Regions from separate parts of the Triticum aestivum genome. Here region 2 is linked to region 1. The links are chromatin contacts, called in public Hi-C maps. All regions are on one chromosome and are shown on one strand. The core of a region is the stretch at or near the end of the contact, and the rest is flanking DNA. Distances in the headings are between cores, read along the strand shown. Region 1 holds the start of LOC543378 (pyridoxal kinase). Region 2 holds the start of LOC123102309.

Region 1 (4,675 bases), core at 2,058-4,557:
GAATAATATTGTAAAGCCACTAACTTTTTTATTTGCAACTAGTACATTCATAGCATGTACATAGATATAATAAATCCAACAAATTCATCAAAAGTTTACCTCTGTTCTTTTGTAACTTCCAATGAGGAGCAGCTTGTCTTCAATAAGTGCACTAGTTATTATCACCTGTAGAACGATAGCAGTCAAACACATTCATGAATTAGTAATTGTATATTTGCATTAGCAGCATTTTAAATGAAGAAACATGGAACGAGGATAGTTGGTCATAGGGCCAACAGTGACTCTGTGTAGCACATCAATACTTTTATTGGTTTATCTAGCAATCTTATAAGCCTGTAAGGGACAAACCTTCCGCGGTCCAGCACTGTGCAGGGTATTGCAAGCTTTCAAGCCATCTTGTTCGGAGGTAATTCTGCATGTACACATTCAAATAGGAAAGAAAACAAATATTTGACCAATGTATGAGAGTACCAAAAAAATGATTTTGTCTGTGTATAGATTTATTGTTATTGTCAAATAAGCATGAAAAAGATATTTCATGCAGAAACTAAGCCATATGCCCTCACCGAAGTATACCAGTTTACAGAATGCCCACTACAGCCCCCCCATCCCACCCCACCCCACCCACCCATCCTTTAGTTCTTACGTATCACCTGTATATAGGTCACCCAGTTGTGACTGAATTTCAAATCATTGCACCCTAATCCACACATTGCCCCTTGAGTTAAAGATTAACTATAGAACCCAAAAAATGGTAGAAAAATTGGACTACTCAGGCCAAAATTAGCAGTATATTTTTTTTCCTGGAAGTGCTAAATTTGAATTTATATGGAATCTGATACAGAACAGAAGTATGGCGGATTGACGGGGTATATGACAATAAAGAGATTAGCTCTCATTTTCCTTTTCCAAAAAGAATAGAATGAATACCTTAATCCTGTGAGTAGTTCAACTTCAAATTGGTTTGGTGTAAGCATTGAAGCAACTGGGACAACCTGGAGATTATTTGATGAGAAAAAAGAATACATTACGATGAGCACAGAGCATTATGAGCATTAAACACATTTGAAATTACACTGTCCTATCATGTAATTTCCATGCCATAGCTCAATGAGTAAATGGGAGAAGTTAATTGAACGAAACACAGAACACACTGCGCATGACTGTTCGACTAACTTCTAAAGGGGAAAGGAGATGCAGCTGCCTATATGTACTGTTTTATTGAAAAAATGTAAACCTTCAGTCTAGGGAATGGATTTGCTTATTGAAGAGTAATGGATACTGGAGTACAGTAAAACTTGCAGGGTCTTTTTTTTGTAACATGCTAACTAGCCTTACAATAAGTAATTCCCAGCATTTTTTATATCATAAAAGATAACTTTAGCAAGTTGAAATGGGCTAAATCACCTTCTCCTGATAAACAGATACTAAATCCTGAGGAACATATAGTTTGCCTTCATCACCTAGAACCGGGTCGCAAACTGCAGAGCGTTTGTGGACATGCATTAGCAAATTCTATTTAGAATTTGTTTATGACATAATTCCCCATAAGATTTTGTACAACAGAACTGACCATATAGATAATGGAGATGAGAAAAGGTTACCGTATATAAGATCAGGATTGACCGATCGTAATTTGTCGACGACTTGTAGCACTGTATTTAAAAAGGAAACAGAGCCGATGTAACCTGAATACCAAGAAATAGCATGTTACTTCGACAAAAATAAACAAATAGCGTGTTGTTTTGTGTATAAAGCATTATGTTTGATTAAAAAGAGATGATGATTAATGGTCTGCCATTGAAGACCAATCAACTTGCTTTTTACATGAAGGATGGGAAATCCCAAATTGAAGAAGTCGTAATGGTCATTCACCTGTTAACAAATGTGTATAGTGCAATAATTCATTTTCCTCCAGTCCTTCAATAAGATCCCACAGCTGATTGCCATTGAGAACCTGTCCTCTAAATTTTGGGTATCCTGAGATAACACATAGTGGAAAATATTTAGGCGTGCCAGACATATTGCACATTTTACCGAATAGCCCAATTATATACCTGTATGATTAGAAAACTGTACAGAGTTTATCGGATCCACATCAAAACCAAGGAGTTGCAACGGAAAGACAGCAGATTTGTTGCCAACGTAGCCCTAAATTAAGGAAAAGCAGCATGAGTAGAGGACATAAATAAATCAAATCAAACATAAGGTTTTCAGTAATTTACTAGTACTCCTGATTTCCGAAACAATGCTATGCACAGTTATTATTGTACACTTAAGCAATCCCCAAGTATGATCATATGTATGCCATACAACAACTGCATTCACCAGTAAGCAACCACACGACTTGGTGACACTACACAACGGGAGACAATCATGATGATGGTGTGCAAGCAGCACGGCACGCATGCATGTCTGATATGAATTGAATAATAAAAATAATAATTCAGTCATGAAGCACTTGCAAATGACTTGAGTACAGCTGGTGTTCTCGGCCTAGCCACCGAGATCTTAGAACCCGCAAAACACTTGATTTGCTCCCAAACCCAGACTATCGTACCATACAGCCGCCAATTGCTCGTAGATGCAGGTAGTTAAGCAAGATCATGGCAGATGAACAGAGGAGAGAGAGGGTGGTGTGGCACCTGGACGGTGTGGGACTGGATGCTGAGCACGCGCCCCGTGTCAGACGGCAGTGCAACGGAGAGGATCGGCGGCCGTGCCATCGCCGGATGCACCGCCCCTCCACTCGTCCCCCGCCGCCAACCAGGTCCGTCCCTGCGAAATCGCAGCAGCACAAAGGCAAGCAAAGCTGGTCAGACACAGGAGGGAGAAGGAGAGGCCAAATTGTTCTCTTTTACTCCGATCTTCCACCATTAATCCAACCTAACCAATTGAGTAATCGGCAGCGGAATATCTTCGGAGATTTGGAGGTGGACTACGCAACTACGGGTCTCCACAGCTACTACTTTTTTATATTAATAATTAATTAATCGACAAGTAGATTATCTTTACCCACCTGGAGGAGAAAGGAGTGGATGGGATCCACCGTCTCCACGAGGCGCACGAGCGGGGGAGCGGCGGCAGGGGCGGCACGGCGGCGGCGGCGAGCATGCGACGGTGAGGCGGGCGGAGGCGGAGGAAGAAGAGTATGCGTGGGGGATAGACGAGTGGACCAGCAGCGGACGGCGATGGGATCGCACGGCTGACAGTTGACGCTATCGTGGCCGTCCGTGTGGCAAGCGAGGGATAGGATTCCTTCGCTCACGACAGCGTAGTTTTTGTTTTTCTCTACTACTATTAAACAAGAAAACATACACCCAGCCTAAGCTATACGTAACAACACAAATCAATAATAGCCTCACGATAAAGGTAACTTAATTAAAGCTGACCATCAAGGTAAAACTAACCCTCAACCAAAGGTACGTTTAGCAATTTTTTTATGCGGACGAAAACTCTGCCAGAAGCGAACGGAAGGCCCACCTCAGCCACGTCGCCAAATTAGCGCTAACCTCCATCTAATCTCACCCCAAAATTAGCGCTAACCTCTCCAGCCACACAAGTCTCCCACAGCGCGGCGGCGCCCGCTCCCCCTCGCCTCTCGGGCCACACCGATCTCTTCCCTCAGCACGAAGCGGGCGCACGCAGGGCGGCCGCCGGCGAATGAGGCCGCGAGCGATCCCGTGGCGCTGCGGCGCCTGCATCCCTCGCATCTCTGATCACAGTGGTCTGCTCCCTAAGCACGAAGTCGGTGCATGCAGGGCGGCCGCCGGCGAACGAGCCCACGGCGCGGCGATCTGCTCCCTGCCAGTTTGAAATCCGCACTGATCTCCTCCGTGCTGGTCGTTCTACGGGGAAGATCGCTGAGTACTTCGTGTAAATCTGCTGCAAACGACCAACACTCTGTGCCAAGATGCGGAAGTATTTCATCCCTCACACGTGCTTCCTGGCCTCACATGTGATGTAAGTATCGCATCCCTCACATGTGCTTCCTGAATCGCTCTCTTAAACAACATAGAGTATATGTGGATCAAATTACTTCATGTCTGCTAACAAAATCACATATCCTATGTGACAGTGGGTTATTTTTCTCCTTCGAAATTGATGAGCTGGGAGATAATGCCACGGAATAACATAAGTATTTCTGTTTTAAGTGTATATACTATCCTGATAAAATCCTCAGAACGCAGAAGTGTGTGCATTCTTGGTTTCATGCACCATATTATTGTTCATGTTTGAGAGATTGGTTTTCAGCATGTGAATCTGAGCTTCACATACTTTGCCCGAGAAACTTCAGTTATTGATAAGACGACAAAGGATGAAAAATATTTATTGATGTCTGAAGCATTTCAGTGTAACTACATTCTTGCACTTTATGTCTCATTGATTCTGTTCTGTTGCAACTTGTCTTAAGGTGCATCTGCTTCTTCATTTCTTAATCACTGTTTCTATACAATTTGATGGCGAAAGTGCATGGTGGCTGTGGCGCTGTGTTATTCATCGCTGAGAGGAAGAAGAAAAGGGGGATTGGACAAGGAGCAATCATGGGCTTGGCTGGCGTGCTCGAGTGAAACATGCCCGTTTTAGTGTGGGTCGAGGCACTAGGGTGTGTTGTCGGTGTGGCTTGGTCGGGCATTCGCTAGCTTAATCATCATGCGTTTGGCTGAGCAAGCGA
Region 2 (4,927 bases), core at 188-2,687, 530 kb before region 1:
TAGTCGGGACAAATTTGGTAACCGCCATTGAATGGTCAAAAGTGTGTGGATGGCCCGGTCCAGATATTTGTGGGTAATTTAATGATCAACGTTGAAGTTGCTCTAAGATAAACATGGGTTTTCAGAGCAACCTTGTTGAGCAGTACATAGAAAAACAAAACAAATATATGAGAGAGTAGAGAAGTAACTCAGGTCTAACCTGACCATCTAGGTCGACACGACCCGTCAAGCCTCGGATAAGGCAAGGCACAGCACAACCCATGTCGGCCTTTCTATAAAAAGGATGCGTCGTGCCAACTCGAAGAGTTTGGATGGAGGATCGGCCCCGCACACCGACCCACATTAAAAAGGCCAAAAAGGACATAAAAGGCCTAAACTACCAAAAAAGACCTAAAAGGCTTAAACATCCCTAAAACAATTGTAGAAATACCCTAAAACGTCCAAAACAGCTCTAGAAAACCCCTAAAATGGCGCCATAGTTAAAAGGGTCGTGTCAGGCCACCCTTAAAGCTTGACCTTAGGAATCAACACTGGCCCATGGCGTGCTGAAGGCCGGCCCAACCCATGTATCCGCGTGCCACTTCGTGCCGTGCCAAAAAATACATGCCGCGGGCTGGATTTATAAGCACGACCCATATGGCCAGGTTTGTCCAGGTCTCATCATTTTAGATCCAAAATGGTGGTACTCCCTCCTTTTCGGTTTATAGGGCTTGAATTTAAAATCTCGTCAATCAATGCAGATGATGAGTGGAGTATCTCATAATTTATAAAATTACTCAAACTTTAATATGGATTAATTACAATATATACATGGATGACCACCAAATGAGTAGGAATAGTTACATGCACTGGTTGGTTTCTTTTAATCTTTGCATGCATCAATTTAATGCAACTTGGATTGTGAACATGTGGTGGAATGAAGTGAAAATAAGACTTATAGTATGGTAAAACCAAAAAAATGAGATGAGCCCAATAAACCAGAGAGAAGGAAGTACTATGTTACAAAGATAATGTCTCTAAAAATAAGGAAAAACTACGCTACAAAGATCAGACTCCTGCACATGAGACCTCTTTGCAGAGATACAAATTATATCAAAATTATTGGCAGACAGCTTAGGATTCAAGAGCAAGTACACAAGGAAACAAGGGGTGGTGGAGTGGCGTACAGACCAAATCATTCAAAGAAGCACGAAAACCAGCCTCCCTACACAAATAAAAAGAAACCGAAAGAAAAGGTGGCCTCCATGACCAATCGAGGAAGAAAAAGGTCCCATCTTGTTTATTGCTTCAATTATGGCAGCAGTTTTGCCGTGCAGGCCGAAATAATTTCCTCTTGCCCCCCACCAGCTTTTGCTCAACCTGCTTCCCATATGCAATTATTAAATATCTCCCCATTTTTTTACTATCAAGGATTCCCTTCTTTATATTATGAAAGAAAGAGAAAAGAGAGAAAATAACAATATTTGCCACTTGCTACGGGTAAGCTGTCCCCGTGTGGTTCCCCGTTTCCTGGCTATTTAAGGCCTCCCATCCCCTCCTACCCTTTCCTTCCTCCCATCGGCACGCCCATCCCGCTCCTCTCATAATCCTGAGAGTTTCTTCTTTTGTTTTATTTTTATTTCTTGGTAGGAGTAACAATAGTTTTGGCTCTCCTCCTTTCTCTCCCCCTGTATCCAAGGAGAGAAATCCAGAGGCGAAGCTTCAGGTAAACATCAACCTCCTCTCCCCCATCTCTCTATTTATCTCTCTCCCTCTAGTTTCTCATCTTCTGTTGGGGATCTGTGTTGTGTGGTCTGGGGTAGAGGTGAGGCTCGTTCTTTCTGTTTTCTTGATAGGTTTTGTTACAGATCTTGGGAACCCACCACATGTTCTTGCAAAAAGAGAGAATAAAACCGAGAGGATTTGTTCTTCTGTGACAAATCTTCTGGAAGGTTCCAGTTTCTTTTGATTTCTTTCTGTGTGGGTGGGGAAAAATCAGATTAGTTAGCAAATGTTTTTTGGTGTCTCGTTCGTGTGAAGATTGAACGATTTTAGAGGTGAAACTGAGCAATTTCTTTGGCTGTTCTTGTTCTTGCAGGGTCTGTAAATTTTCCGGATCTAATCAACTAACCGAAAAAACCCAAAAAAGAAACCATGAGCCACTTCGCCGCCATGAAGAGCCCCGTCCCGGTCGCCGCCGCTGCCGCTGCCGCCACCGACGCGAAGAGCCCGCTCTTCTGCCCCAAGCCGCGCCGCCCGGTCGCGCCCCTCCGGTGCCACCAGAGCGGCCACTCTGACGCGGGCGCCGGCATGGATCTGCTCGACCTCCTCCTATCAAAGGTGAGTTCTTTCTCCGCCTCGGCCCAAGATCCATGATTTCCTCGCGTGGCTTCTCCAACGGGTCGCTGATGTTTCTGCTCCGGTTCTTGCAGGGCGACGAGAGCAATCTTTCCGCGGCGTCCCCTCAGCCGCCGCTGTTCTGTGGCTCGCCTCCGCGGCGGGCCTCGAACCCGGTGGTCCACGACAGCCGGTTCGGCATGGACTGCCCGTCCAGTCCCCTGCCATGGTGGCCGGTGATGTCGCCGGTCACGCCAGCGCCGGTGGTGGTCCGTCCCACCCCACGCCCGGCGGGACCGCCGATGTCGCCCCGTTCCTCGGCTGGGTGCGCTCGCGTGTTCCAGCCAGCCGTCCGCGTCGAGGGTTTTGACTGCCTCGACGGTGGCCGTAGCGGCCGTGGCCATGGCATCGCCGCCATGGTCTAGATGCACATACAACATCGAATAACCAGGAAATCTTCTCCCCTCAGTAGTGCAAAAGCTTTGGGAGGGAGAGAGATGAGAGTGAGGAGATGAGTGAGAGGAGCTTAAGTCCAAAATTTAACCCCTAAAAACTATATAATCCATCAATCAAATCCCATAAGTATAATGAGTCTAGGTAATTTTACCACAAATCTTTTTGTATGTAAATAAATTTCAGGTTCAGATGCAGGTGCCCTTCATGTAAATTTGGGAGCTCTAGTTTGGGGGGACGGGGTAGAAGAAATCTAGAAGGGGGGATCTGGGACAGAGGGCACGAGAAACACGAAGTTTAGCCCTCTTTGTATGAATCAATTTTTTCATGAGTCCCTTTGCCTTCCTTCTGGATTAGTCATTCAATTAGGTTGGAGGGAGGGGTTGGGAATTAGTTAGGTACCTGTCCTAGTTCATCTGTCATCATGCTTATTTTTGGTTTATGATGGAATTGTTTTTGTCCATGCAACCAAGAAATCCAGGGCCAGCAAGGCCATGGAGATGTGTACAAAAGAGTGGCTACCAGAAGAGAAGAGAGAGCAGCTAGGTTTAAGTCAAGTCAATGAGTGAGTTGTGTGAGAGGCATGAATGATGTATTCCTGATATCGTTTTCTCTGTATATGTAATATATCGTTTCATTGAAGCAATATGTGTAATATCTCATGCCATGATTATCACCATCCCTTGTGACATCTTTTATTTTTTGGAATTTTTCGTCACCTCTCAATTTCTTGGTGGTTGGAGCCCCATCACAACACATGGTTTCCATGTGCTCAACCAACACGTAGGTGATAAGGATGCTGACTAGCCAATGACTAATGCAAAATAGCCTCCCTGAGTGGCTAATAATCTCAAGCTGGCTCATGGGGATCTGAAGGGCCAAAGATGAAATACCATGGTTTTTCTTGTGGCCTTCACCCCAAGTGTGTCCTTTTCTTTGAGATGTACTAGATGTGGTACTACTACTAGTACTGAATCTTTTGTGTTGAATCCACTGGATTTATTGGGGCGGTCAATCAATCAACCAAGTTGTTGACGCAGATGCTCTGCCAACAGCTGCAACGGTGAACAAGTTGCACTATTTACCACCAGTAAAATACAGGCCGAAAAAGCATGCAGCACACGTTCTTATCTTGCCACCTGCTGCGAGTCAAAAGCCACATGCTTTGTGGCGTCTTGTGCCTGCCACAAGGTGAGACGTAGATGCAGTGATCTCACCTCAAAAGGTGTGAGGCTGGGAGGGAAAAGGAGGCAGGAGGATGCAAGCAAGCAAGCAAGGGGCATGGCAACTTGAGTGCACTTGAGGACAGATTCAAACGCAGGATTTCACCGGAAGTAAAGTAATCTTTGTTTGGATCTCAGGCCAGGCCTTTTCGAAAGGAGAATATATAGTAGACCCTGAAGATGCTTGAGATATTTTTGTTTATGTCTCAGACTGACTCAAACACAGAAACTGAAGGAAATAAAAAGACCCATGTATAGATATATTTTTGATTTTTTTTCTGTCTATTTACACTTCTCAGTTACTGCTGCTCTGATTTTCCCTCGCCATGTTTAAAGTAAGACACAACATAAGCTCTTGACTCTTGATAGCTGCATTTTGCGCCCTGCTGGTTTTTTGTCAAATTGGTTGTCAACCTCACACTTTCGGCTGCAATTGGAGCACAATCAGTGGAATCAGAGCTAACCTAAAAGCCCATGACGCCCCCACCCGTCAGGTGCTTGTCTGTCCTTTTCAACAAAAAAAATGTTTTAGCTTTAAAAATGCATGATGACCGTTCAGCCGTCCAACTGGCAAGCTCCAATGCGGGAGGAAAAGAAAATGGTGAGGAAAGAGAATACTCCCCCACACATTATACTCCCTCCGGTCCATTTTTACTTTGCATGCAAGGATTCTCTAAAGTTAAACTTTGTAAAGTTTGACATATTTACATGAAAAAATATCAACATCTACAATACTATAGTTAAAATATATGAAAATTAAATTCATGACCCATTTGATGATGTTGATTTCGTATTGTCAATTGATATTTTTAATATATAGTTGGTCTAACTTTATGATATTTGACTTCATACAAATCTTATATGTGAAGTAAAAAAGAACCGACTCTCCCTCGGCTCGCAGCACCCATAGCTCCACTCGCCACCCTCATCCTCTC

What was found. Hi-C and Micro-C count contacts between places; a contact is called where the count stands out from the background.
Region 2: a Hi-C map of leaf shows a contact between it and region 1, with 3 times the contacts expected there. The contact joins the promoter of LOC123102309 here to the promoter of LOC543378 in region 1. A contact is called at or near these places in 2 of 5 Hi-C or Micro-C datasets (both in leaf).

What each region holds. Positions count from the first base shown.
Region 1 is chr5A:58,212,371-58,217,045 of IWGSC CS RefSeq v2.1, reverse strand. It overlaps LOC543378 (pyridoxal kinase), which reads right to left and starts at 3,307. Exons shown (of 12, transcript XM_044523612.1): 1 at 3,020-3,307; 2 at 2,646-2,778; 3 at 2,058-2,151; 4 at 1,876-1,980; 5 at 1,605-1,688; 6 at 1,408-1,481; 7 at 931-995; 8 at 349-412; 9 at 100-165. The coding sequence starts at 3,114.
Region 2 is chr5A:58,738,793-58,743,719 of IWGSC CS RefSeq v2.1, reverse strand. LOC123102309 reads left to right here and starts at 1,437. Exons shown (of 3, transcript XM_044523614.1): 1 at 1,437-1,705; 2 at 2,078-2,319; 3 at 2,412-3,431. The coding sequence starts at 2,134. The coding sequence ends at 2,741.